Linked DNA regions of Mus musculus: region 1 is linked to region 2. Evidence: chromatin contacts called from public Hi-C data. All regions are on one chromosome and are shown on one strand. Each heading gives the region's core, a stretch centred on a gene start, on an enhancer-like site or on the middle of the called end of the contact. The rest is flanking DNA. Distances are from core to core; before and after follow the strand shown. Region 1 overlaps Rps6ka5 (ribosomal protein S6 kinase, polypeptide 5). Region 2 overlaps Ttc7b (tetratricopeptide repeat domain 7B).

Region 1 (6,442 bases), core at 1,566-4,065, 240 kb before region 2:
AGGGAAGCACAAAGCAGATGGCTGTAACAGAAGCTACCACAGCCTCACAGAGGAGTGAACACTAGCTAGAAAGTGGACAGAACTCTAGTCCACACTTCTAGCAACAAATACTTCAGTGAAAAATATTTAGCTCTTATTTCTGAGCCTCAGATTATTTCTGAGACAAATAAAAAAAAAAGAAAGAAATTATCTCTCTCATCATAACTGAAAAGCTTGAAGAATTACCACATAATTATTTCTACTTCCTTTATAAAAGAACCTATTTTGTTAATTTCATCAAGTGTAGGTTTCACATTTCCCCACCACTGAGTCAATATCCATCTCTAAGTTGGAAATCATGTCTCCTACTGGTGGTGCTTCTCTGTCTTAATGCTATATAGCATGATGGTATCACCTTGTTTTGAAGACTGAGTAAGAAATCTTTAAAATTCAATTCAGTAAGAACTGAGAATATTTTAAAGAAGGCACATAAAGAAACAACAGAGGATTGAATTAGAATAATACAGAACGAGTTAGTTACTCAGACAGTGTGTATGGGAAACAAGAGGCAGTATCTCACTCAATATTGAATGGGGTTGAATGAGCTACAATAGCAAGCCCTCCAGTGTACACACACACTTGACTCATGGCACTTTTACTTCGTAATCAGTCCAGCGACCCAAAGGGAAACCAGTGTAAGAGGAGAACTCAGTGAGTCCCTAGAAAATAGGGGTTGGTATCACAGCCACAGAATACACTTCAACCACTATAGCAGTATTTTATGGTTTGGGGGAGATGTTGGTTGGTCGGTTGGTTGGTTGGTTGGTTGGCTTTCATTTTGGCTTAATTCTTTTCTGCCAAGGCTCAGTACAAAAGTAATTTATTCTGTTATCTCTGAGGTTATGTCTTGGTGCCCTCTAGAGGACACTGAGATTCCTGCATTAAGAAAGCTTCAGGCACCTTCCACATACTACAGACTGAAAATGGGATCATTCTTGGAAAAAAAATATTTTTAATCCTTAGTTTGAAATATGTACTCTTATTTAAATCAGACTTGCTAGTAACTGTGCTCTTAGCTAAGAGTGGTGGCGCACACCTTTAATCCCAGCACTTGGGAGGCAGAGGCAAGCATATCTCAGTTCAAAGCCAGTGAGTTTACATAGAGTAATGGTTCTCAACATGTGGATCGTTTGACCACCAAACCTTTCACAGGGGTCATCTAAGACCATCATAAAACATGGATATTCACACTATGATTCATAACAGGAGCAAAGTTATGGTTACAAAGTAGCAATGAAAATAGTTTTCTGGTTGAAGGTCATCACAACATGAGGAACTGTAGTAAGGATCACAGCATTAGGGAGGTCGAGAACTGTTGCAGTAGAGAGTTCCAGCCTGCTAGAGCTACCAAGTAAGACTCTGTCTTTAAAAAAGAAAAAACAAAGTAACCATATCTATTGTTCATAATATAGTTTGATTTTTTTTTTGACTTGTCCCAATCTTCTTGCTGTGCTCTAGAAGATAAAGTGGGATGACTTAGCTGCCAAAAAAGTGCCTGCGCCATTCAAGCCGGTGATCCGGGATGAGTTAGATGTGAGTAACTTCGCTGAAGAGTTCACAGAGATGGACCCCACCTACTCTCCCGCTGCCTTGCCACAGAGCTCCGAGCGACTGTTTCAGGTAAAGTTGCAGCATGCCAGACATGCTTTGGAAGAAAGCCAGTTTTCCTAGTGAGGTGGTTTGTTGGCATAAAATAAGAATTCTATAATCTCTTCAGAACTAAATTTAGAGATATGTTGAGGTACTATCTGGAAGTTTGCAGTTTACTAAATAGATTTTATTATAGTTTTTAATGTGTATGTTTTAGGTTTTTTTGTTGTTTTGTTTTGTTTTTTTGAGACAGAAGTTGGAGTTTTGGGATTTGGATTGTTTAGTGGGATATTTTGTCTGTTCATTTGAGACAGGGTCATGCTGTGTAACCCTGGCTATTCTGGAGCTCACTATATATAACAGACGCGTCTTGAACTTCTGCTTCTCCGTAGCTCGGATCAAAGGTGTGCATTCGAACAACCAACCTCTGTTTGTTTTTTATGACGAGGTATTCATTTTATACTTGAAAATTCATTTCTGCTGAGGCTCATGTGAAAATTATAATGCTATTTTATTTTTTACTCCATTCTTTAAACTATTCAGTGTTACCTGGACCTTTATCTTCAGTGAATAATAAATTATACATGCTCTCTAATTCTTAAAGTCTTGAATCGAGGGGGCCAGAGATGTAGAGTGCTCACCTAGCCGGCAGGAAACTCTGGCTTTAGTTTCTAGTACTGCATAAAACTGGGTCTGGTAGCACTCACCTGAAATCCCAGTGTTCCAGAGGGTAAGAAGTTCAGGGTCACCCTCAGCTACACAGTGAACACAGCTGCCAGTAGAACCCTGTCTCAAAAAAACAAAAATCAAAAACGGAAGGGAGGGAGACAAACAGATTTATTTTTAAAGACTTTGGGTTTAAAGTCCATGATTTCCATGCAATGATGGGCTATAATCTGGAAATGTGAGCTAAAATAAGTCCTTCCACTCCAAGTTGGTTTTGCCAAAATATTGTTTAAAGATTTATTTTTATAGTTTTGTACGTGTATGTATGTATGTATGTATGTATGTATGTATGTATATTGTATAGGATTCCTTGGAGCTGCAGTTTCAGCTTGTAAGCTGCCTAATGTAGATTATGCGACGAACTTAATGCCCTCTGAAAGAGTAGTGAGCACTTTGACTCTCTGTAAGAGTGTTTACCTGTTTGTTTTTGTCAGTATTTTATCACAGCAATATGTGTAGATGTGTGTATGTGAAATATTATATAAAGCACATTGTTTTGTATTTTAACTTTAAAAAATTAAAAGTGCAGAATATTTTTTAGGAAATGTTCGTTTACAGATGCAGATACTCTGTGCCTATTGAACTGTGTCATAGCTGCACTTCTCTGACCACTGACAGTGCCTGTAGTGTGGTTTGCTCTGGCTATTCAGAGTGTGCCTCTCACCTGTCCTATGACCCTGGAGAACATGGCCAAGGATCTATGTAGGTGGTAAACTAGTAAATGCCCTAGCTTGCACAGAGTAATTATGTGTCATTTATCACTCTGGCTTACCACATCATCCTTCCACTGGGGTATTATTTTCCAAAACTCAATTTTAAGTTTAGTTATTCTGAAAACATAGAATACAGATTCAATAATTGCTAAATTAAAGATGAACTTTTATGAAACTTGTTATTTTTGTAGTTTGAAACAGTTCTGGGGCCACTTTATTTGATGTGTTGACTGTGCCTCTTCTGAGGTCAGATGAGTTTATAAACAGATATTATCAGCAATGCAAAAGGTTCACAGGCTTGCATCAGATTTGGGAGTGGAATAGGGAGGAAGTCTTTCTGCCTTGATTTTTTGAGTTGGGCTAGTTCTGCCAGAAGATGGCAATATCTCCTTCTGAGAAGCATTTGCTATTGAGTTAATGCTGTATTCTGAATGCAAATAAAATTATCTTCATCTGAACATTTTTTTCTATGAAAAGAAATGATCGCCATCTAGACCGTGCCTAGCTGTGAGAGTGCAGAGCTTTGAGCTTTAGCATCTCTTCTCTTTTCAGGGCTATTCCTTCGTTGCTCCATCTATTCTCTTCAAGCGTAACGCAGCTGTCATAGATCCTCTTCAGTTCCATATGGGAGTTGACCGTCCTGGAGTGACAAATGTTGCCAGGAGTGCAATGATGAAGGTACATAGGTCTGGCTGCCTCAGTTTGGATCTGTGATTTGTGTGAATATTTAAACACCAACTGATGTTTTTAAGTCTAGTAAATTTACTAGATTATCACTCAACTAAAAGGCAACTTTAGAAAATGAGTAAATAAGTGGGAATAGCAGTGTTTTCCCCAGAAGATTGTCACTGCCAACCTGCATGAGCTCCTTTTTGCCATGATAAAACATGATATATTTTGGACAAATGTATAGATGAAAATATAAGCACACTAAATGAGTTTTAATTTATTGCTTTCAAATTTCTGAATCATTTCACATTAAATTACAGCTTTACATATACTTTGTGTATTACTACCAATCTTTTATTAAATTAAATAATGTTGATCTTTTATCAGGACTCACCCTTCTATCAACACTATGACCTAGATCTGAAGGACAAACCTTTGGGAGAAGGAAGTTTTTCAATTTGTCGCAAGTGTGTACACAAAAAAACTAACCAAGCATTTGCTGTCAAAATAATCAGCAAAAGGTATGGCCAGTCCTAGCAGTCTTTCTTGGGGCTTTTGACCACTTAGGAAGTTCTGGAAATTACGGAGAAGGAAATCAGTTGTTTCCTTTGCGAGACTTTTTGCACACATGCTTAGTTATTTGCCTTTTTAGCTGAGGTCCAATACTTCTAGCACTAGTGTTCTCTGATGATGTAATCAGTTTTGGACAAATCAGAATCTGTTGTGTTTTATATGAAAACTGTCTTGTGGTAATGATATATTTAATCAGATTTGCTTGGTGACTTTTATTTGTTGAATATTTGCAGTCAAAAGTATTTAGCAAGCTTCCTGATGGCTTTAAGAACAGAGCTAGCTAGTTCTGGTAACAGGTTATTACCATTGCTAAATTGTCAGCAAGAAGAGCATCCATTTCTTTGTATGACTAGCTCTCTTCTAATTCAGAGGTCATAATTTTCTTTAAAAAAAGTTTTACTTTCCTGGTGGGTGGTATGATTACTACTTTTGTGGATATGTCATTTTGAGACTTTGACACAGGCATTCTGAATACACTATAAATAAAAACAATCAGGGAGAGAGCGCTGATGTGAAACTCTGCTGGAAAACTATTTGATTTTGTAGGATGGAAGCCAATACTCAGAAAGAAATAACAGCTCTGAAACTCTGCGAAGGACACCCCAATATTGTGAAACTACATGAAGTTTTTCACGATCAGGTATTTCAAGGACTCCCTCCATCCGCGCACATGGGCTAGGTCAGATACAGGGTTCAACTTCTCACCAGTTTTATTGGTGCTGCTGAGTGAAGCTCAGGGGCGTCTACTATCACCCAGCCTCTGGGAAGGGGAGAGAAGGTAGCGCACACACCCTCACCTCTGCCTCAGTTCATCCTTTACTTCACCCATCTTGGCATGGGTGGATACAGAGGGGCAAGAGGCCCTCGTGCCACTGTCACAGATTGCAGTGTGCTTATTGTGAGTGTGGCTGCCATCCACCCTCACTTAATTACTTCGTAGTCAGTACTTAGTGACTTTAAGCCTTCAACATTCTTTACATTTCTAGCATCAGACAGACTGACTCTTAAGCCCACATGGTGCAAGTTAAAGGACAAATGGGAAGCAGAAAGACAGATGTTCCCTTTCATCTTGTTCCAGGTGGCAGCGTCTGCTCAGCCCCCAGGACAGGTTGTTCTATGCTCTCTTCTACTCTTAGCTCTGCTTTTCAACAGAAGTCTCACACGGAAGCCTGTCACTTGGACATGGCTGGTCCATAGCACCTCTCAGCTCCCTCCATTGCCACCTCCCATGCCTGAAATTGTGCTATTTATTCTTCTCTCTGATAATGGACAGGTATCAAAGCCTTCTTAGAACCTTAACTTGTTACCATTCTATGCCTATTAAGGCACAAATACCAAAACAAGTCCTGAACATGGTTTTTTTTTTTTTTAATCTAATTTTAACAACAAAGGACCTGAGATTCCTAAAAGTCTTGAGACTTGTACCAGGATCAGTAATCAGTGACAATCTAGAAAAGAGAACCTCTTCCAGGTACACATTATTCTATTGTTGTGACATTCTTGACTAGAGTAGCTTTTGGGACTCAGTTCTGAGTACCACAGCTAAGAGTGACTCATTATGGTGATATCAGGTGGTAGCAGGAACACATCGTAATTATAACTTTTGCCTCCGTTTATGCAGTATGTGGTCCAGGTGCTGTACTGTAAACTCTACATGTATTATCTTAGTCCTTGCTTAACACTGTGAAGTCAGAAAACAACTCATAGAAGTTTAGGTACCATTAGTTAGCCTTAATGGTAAGGCTGGTATCTAAGCCCCACCATCCCAACTTCACAACGCAACAAGCTTTTAATTACTTTGCTATGCTAGTCAGAGGAGGCAGATACACAGCCTGTTGTTATGTCAGGTAACAAATATCTGAAATTGGTATCATCTTCTCCTTCCCCTGGTTCTTATGAGAAAAGAAGCTTTTGAAGCAAGAGCTCTTGAGGCTGCTGCCCTTGCACCTCCACTGCCTTAAGGCTGCTGTCCTTGCACCTCCACTGCCTTCTGCCTTATTGACCTACTCAGTCAGATTCTCATGAGAGCAGTGAAACCCTGGCCATTTGAGGTGCACACTAAAGACAGTGTCCTGTTGGTGCAAATACAGAGGAAACTCACCTATCAATCAAGAAAGTGATGGATGACCTTA
Region 2 (6,286 bases), core at 2,939-5,438:
AGGAAGCACCAGGACGCAATCAGTTTGGTTGTTTGTTTGCTTAATCCCTATATTAAAATGAAGCACACTGGTGGGTGAAGTCCTTAAAAGGGACCTAAATATGGTGCTCACCGTGAGCGAGAGTGAGCTGAGCCTGTTCTTCTTCACTCGATTATTTAATGTGCACTCCTGCCAGCAGTGCCTGCAGATTTCATCTGCATCTGTGATTTATAAGGGCTCATCTTTGTTCCAAATGCTGTTACATGCTGAACAAAAGCCCATAACAGGCTACTGCCAGGAGGAACCACTCTGTCTAGTGCGCTCGTTCGGTGGCAGGTGCCGTTATGTAAGCCTCCATATAGGTCAGGAACAAAGGTCAACCAAAGAAAGGCACATTCACAGTGACTCTGACCTTGCTCATTTGCATATGGCTTAGCTTTTAAGGCAGCCCCAGTTCTATGAAATGGAAGATAAAATTGATATTTATAAGCTGTTTATGTTATCTTTTTATCTACCCCAGAGCAGCATTTTCTCTCAATATAGTAGTGCCTAGGGGCAATTGCCAACTTCAATTTTTTTTCAAGAAAAAAATTTTTTCTCTTACATTGGCTTTTTTTTGTTTTTGTTTTTGTTTTGTTTTGTTTTTGTTTTTTTGAGACAGGGTTTCTCTGTATAGCTTTGGCTGTCCTGGAACTCACTTTGTAGACCAGGCTGGCCTCAAACTGAACTCAGAAATCCGCCTGCCTCTGCCTCCCAAGTGCTGGGATTAAAGTCTTGCGCCACCACGCCCGCCCGGCTTACATTGGCCTTTGTTAAATTTATTATCTTAAATGAGATCCTGTGGTTCTAGAATGATGTCATACATTCCATTGCCCACTGTTTGCACAGCAAACCCACCAACCTCAGCACCCCGCCAGGTTTTGTCAACCTAGGAGCCCTGCATTTCTTCTGAAATTCTGGCTCTTACAGGGGGGCCTTTAGAGTCATCTAATTAGTAAATTGGAACAATGAGGACCCACTGGGCTTCCTGCTAACTGTGGCTTGCCCCTACCCAGTGCCCTGCAGTTACTCTCAGAGAAGCCATGAGCCACTGTCCCATCCTCTGGGAGTGCCTGGCTGGTAACCAGCTGTTCGCAAGGATCTTTCTTCCTCATAGATGCACTTGTTAATCTGGGAAGGCAAGCCACTGGTAATAGAGTTTCTTGATCTAATTGTAGAGAGCTTCAACCCTCTTGCCTAACAATGAAAACTGGCCCAGCCCTGCACTCTTATAGACTCAGGGTTGCAGGCCTGTGTGGGGAGACCCAAAGCCTGCTGGTTTCATTGTCTGTCTCTTCTTTTTGGAATTCCCTGCTTTGGGACTCCCACATGGCATCAACGGGTCAGCTTAGCCTTTCCTTACTTAAAGCAAAAGTCGCTTTAAGTCAGTGGAAAATAAACTGATTCCAGCCAGCCAGGTTGCAGTTGGGAGGTTACTAGAACCCTCTTTGCTATTGTAGCTTTAATTTTGAGTTTTCAACTGTTTTGTTGTTTGGTTTTAATTTTTGGTTTGATCTGTTGTCCCAAGGCAACTCTCCAGAAGCACACTTTCATGGTTTTCCCTCCCTCTTTTCAGTTAGTAAGTAGCCTTCAGATCTATTCGATCTATTCGCCCTCCGAGGTCTCTGGAGTCACGCCTCCTCCACTGTTGAATGTGTGCTGTGGTTTGGAGTGTTGGGAATGTTGGGATGATGTGATCCCCCCTCGCTGTCACCCGCCTGTCCACTCCGCCACCTGGGCACCGTGGCCTGAGACTCCAGGGTGCAAACAGCCGAGGCAGTGCTGCTCTGGGGACTACAGAGGAAGAGGCAGGGAGAGCAGCTTCCTTAGGGAGCACAGAGAGCAGACGGCTCCCTCCAACACAAGGGAGTGGTAGGAGTGGAGAGATGGCTCCCGTACTTCACAGGGCTTCCTGCTCTTCTGGCCTGGAACACCAGCTTCAGACGCTTTGATGCCCTCCTGTGACCTCAGCAGTCATGTAACATGTGGCATATATTCACACACACACACACACACACACACACACACACACACACATACACACACACACACAAGAGACAGAGAGAGAGACGGAGAGAAACAGAAACAGACAGACAGACAGACAGTAAGCCATGATAGGAAAGAGGTGCATTTTGATTACGTTAAAACATCACAAAAATTTTTTTCCACCAGGCCCATTTAACACCAAGTTCCTCTAAGAAAATGAAAAAAAAATTTTTTCCAACAAGTAGACTATATTAAAGCCTTTAACTATCTATTGCTTCGTTTGAAGCTTGTAACATTTATACAAAAGATTTAAATATTTTTCATAAAACAGGTCCAAGTCTCTGAGAAGGGCCAGTTCTGTCGACGGTCCCTCATCTGTAAAAGTATGGATGAAAAACTATAGCTGCATGCTCCTGTGTCGTTTGACGGGGCTTTGACCTGGGTTTAAGGCCCAGCCACATGCCGTCCTGAGATGTAGCCCTGGAAGCAGAGACTCTCAAGGAAGGGCCTCACCACACAGAAAGTCTCTTCAGACTTTCTATCTCTTCTGGATGGCTCCAGACTACAGGGTCCCTCCACACTGCCTCTAGACCCAAAGCCCAGAGGCCCTGTTCTCAGCTGCTCTAGCAGCTCTTACTGGGGAGAAAACGATGTAGGAAGTTTCATTTCCCTCTCCAAGTGTGCAATAAAGCCAACAAGGACGCCTGGGGCTCTTGGCTCCCACCTTCCAGTGGCGGTGAAGGCTGCCTCCCTGTTTAGGAGTAAATTCCCTGGGAGGAGAACACGCAGAGTAATGAGACAGCAGTCGACCAGACGGAGAAGAGCATCACGGAGAAGTGTGGTTCCACTTCGTCATGGCGAGTGATGGCTTTACATCCCCACACCTTAATGAGTAACACAGTCCGAAAGGAAATGCTCAAACTGCATATTTTACCCTCTGTTCCTCAACACTAGTTTTGAATATTTTTTTTCAATTTTTATTATTTTATTTACATTCCCCTATTTTTGAATTTACAGTGGGAAAAAAAAAGTCCTGATTGAGACAATCTTTTTCAAATATAACCTTTCTTTGCTATTTACATTTAGTCAATATTAATTTAATATAATTTTTCTTAATTACTTCTGGGGCACCTTTCTTTAAATGAGAATGAATGGAATTATAAGCAGTTGGCAAGTCAGTATAGATGTGGGTGTCCACAACAGGGAAGCACCAAGCTACCCTGTACCATGTACTGCATGGTACTACAGTCATGGGTAACCATGCCAGGCTTAGAGCAGCCTCTCCAGGCAGAGGGCTCTGAGTAGCTCCAAAGTGAACATGCAGTATGGTAGGTGAGCTGCTGAGGAAACTTCTGTCCACTGTAGTCCTCCAGAAGGTACTGCCTCCAACCCAGGACCACCAGTGTGGATCACCCTGACAGCTGGCTTCTCCTCGCATGCTCATGAATGGCTTCCCTTCATGCTTGTGTGTGACCACTTGGCCTACCAGCCTTGGCAGTACTGCTTCAGCCTCGCATGCCTCCTGGAGACAACATAGCCTCTCCTTGCTTCGTGGACTCCTGTCCCAAAGCTTTCCCCTGGAAAGATCTTCTCCTTCTCGGGAGAAGACATTTTGTCTGTTGTTAACTTATTGAAACTCTGTTAAAGTGGCTGGGGAACGGATTCATGTTGGAGCTGTGGCAGTGGGCATCTTAAAATATTCTTCCCTCAGGGTAAAATGGAAGTTCTACTGAGAGTGGTGGCCAGCGTTTATTAGAGAGTCCAGTGGGAGGCAGTATGGGCTGTGGGGATTAGTACAAGGCAGCAGTTGTCTGCTAAGCTGCTGTGGCCCTGGCTTTACTATCACAGTGATGGACATGCACAGAGGGAGGAGAAAGACAGTGATGCTCACAGATAAGGAAGGTGTATGATAACAGTAGAGAGCCACTGCCTCAGCAACAGGATGGCCTTGTAGGAAAGATAGGCAGATCAAGTCTAATCCCTTGGGGACATTGGGTCAGAACTAAAACGTTTAATATAAAGCAAACAGTATAGATAGCATACCTAATTTGGTGGCTGAAATACGAGTGGCCTCTCTCATCTCTTCTTCCTCCAAAACCTGAGAGCCGTTGCTGATCTCATCAGGACATGCTGGGATGGAGGAAGCAGGTATGGAAACAAGAAGGTCACAGCTGCCAGCAGGCTGCAGTGTTGGACAGATGGCATTTCTAAGCCTTGCTTAAGAGACAGTCTTTTCCTATTAACATGAGAATGTTTTAAGCAAGCTGACTGGCAGGATCCTTAATCATTCAGATTGCTGTTAAGAACTCAGGATCTTTAGGAGGGGAAATTACTGCTTTCTCTCCTTGCTCTCATTGGTTTGGGGGCACAGCTTCTAGGCGTGGACACTGAATGAAGTCTGATGTGGGATAACACTGAATTGTTAGGGGGCAGGGAAATGAGCTCCAAGCTCCATTAACGAGGGATTGCTACATGCCTGATGCCAGAGTGCCTTGGGTTCTTCTCAGAAAAGAGGTGAGGAAGGCAGCAGGTATGGGCTGCAGCAGCGGAGGTGGAGAGGATGTGGGTGAGGAATGGGGTGTGGCAGCCTCATGCTCCATCACTCTCTCATGTTCATCACATGAAGCAATCCAGTCAGTCCTCCAGGGCTGGGCTCCTGCCAAGTGTCTGTCCTGTGTATCTACTGCTGTCTCCCTTTTAGTAAAGGATGTTTATCACACATAGCGTGACAAGTGTCCATTGCTCCCAGCTCTGGGATAAGCACCAGTTCACCAGGTAGACAAGATCTCATTTGCTCCATGCTGAGAAGACAGAGGCATGAAAGGAATCCCAGGGGTCTTCCAACCACAGCTGCTTGTCCAGTCCCACCAGTTAAAAGGGGAGCCAGACTAGAATGTGTGCCCTTCATTCAGGGTCCCTATTTGTGAAAGAGCAGGGTGACCACACCTAACTAAGCCTCCTACTTTCACCTAACAGAACTGTTGCCTTTAGGGTCCCTTTGAATGATGAACTCTGGTGGCTAAGTAGAACTCATATATAGTCACGTTGAAATCTGTATGAAATCAACCACAGGCCTCTCTTTCCATACACATGAGCTTGGCCAAAGCTTCAGCTGAAAAGCAATTGGAGCCGACTGTTGCTAGTGTCCTACTTATGGCAGGGTTTCTGAGCAGCTCTGGATGTGAAAGGAAACCTCAGGAGGGCCCAGAGCCTAGATCTGCAGTCCCTGGGATCTGAGGCCTTGGTTCTCCACCCACAGAGAAAGGTCTTCCCACCCTTGTTCCTGGTATTCTCCACCCCAAGGCAGCCCAGCAGAACCTAGACAAAACTGGACTGGGATAAGAACAGTTCTTCAACATCCCTTCACCTTTTTATCAGGTGTCCCAGGCAGCACAGAGGGGAGGAGGAGGAGGGTGGGTAACAAAATCTGTGAGCCAAGGAAATGCAGGCTGCCCAGTTTCAGGGCATCTTAGCCCTTTGCCATTTGAGCACTTTGCTCACAAACCCTGGGCCAGCTTTTAGGGCACAGTCACCTGCCTCCGCCCACTCCAGCCAAGCTGATCCTGCGGTGGCTTGTCCCAGCCGTGCCATAAGGGAAAGGATGCTTGTCTCCTTGGCAGGGCCTGGCAGCTGCAGCACACGGCACTGTGCTCCCTGGGTCACAGCACTGATAAGCACTTCTCAAGTTAGTGTGATAAATAAGAGATGCAGAGCAGCCTGGGCATGGTGCCTGGCTCATCTGTTGAGCCTGATAATTTGGAAACATCCCTCCAGAGTCTTGGATTTCAAGCTGGAAATATGTCCTTTAGTCTTCCTTCGGGTTTCTTTTCCAAGACTCTGTCTCCACTATTCCCCTGGGTCATGCAAAATGTGCTTTTGCTGTGGTGAGGGGGAGGTGGGGGGGGAAGGAGTTCCTTAAAGACAGATGGAGAAGCAGCATTTCTACTGTGCCCACGTAAGTCACAACCACAGTATATATTCCTGCTTACCTTGTCAGTCCTATTCCACAGTAAAATAGCTGCTGTTCTGTTGTGCTGTTAGTGATGCCTCCGAACTCTAACCAGAGGAAGACTCACTTGCTATGTTACTGCAAAGAACAGTGGATGCTAACTCTGGCCATGGCTACCTGCTATTAGAACCCTCTGACTCCTCTACTATCTATCCCAGGTTCATCGCAGCAAGGCCCTTGTGATACATGTAACAAGGAATTGACCGAGAACAGGGAAGGGTTCCTGACCACCCTCCTCATCCTCTCTCTTTGGTGGTTTAATTGTATTAGAGA

The links. Hi-C and Micro-C count contacts between places; a contact is called where the count stands out from the background.
Region 1: a contact with region 2 is called in a Hi-C map of the N1E-115 cell line, with 14 times the contacts expected there. The contact joins two enhancer-like sites. A contact is called at or near these places in 8 of 484 Hi-C or Micro-C datasets (the 3T3-L1 cell line, the N1E-115 cell line, cerebral cortex and 5 more) and 3 of 9 other capture datasets (adipose tissue, embryonic stem cells and liver).

The regions. Positions count from the first base shown.
Region 1 is chr12:100,572,939-100,579,380 of GRCm38.p6, reverse strand. It overlaps Rps6ka5 (ribosomal protein S6 kinase, polypeptide 5), which reads left to right. Exons shown (of 17, transcript NM_001330702.1): 9 at 1,498-1,659; 10 at 3,621-3,746; 11 at 4,125-4,258; 12 at 4,857-4,950. Among named protein-coding and RNA genes, the nearest start is that of Ttc7b, 55 kb to the right of the region's middle. Within about 2 kb of position 2,815, at least 12 of the 459 cell types and tissues checked have an H3K27ac peak or open chromatin away from gene starts, as enhancers often do. A contact at or near this core is called in the N1E-115 cell line and cortical neurons, where this site is marked.
Region 2 is chr12:100,335,808-100,342,093 of GRCm38.p6, reverse strand. All of the region lies in intron 17 of Ttc7b (tetratricopeptide repeat domain 7B), which reads left to right. Among named protein-coding and RNA genes, the nearest start is that of Gm51958, 10 kb to the left of the region's middle. Within about 2 kb of position 4,188, at least 45 of the 459 cell types and tissues checked have an H3K27ac peak or open chromatin away from gene starts, as enhancers often do. A contact at or near this core is called in the N1E-115 cell line and cortical neurons, where this site is marked.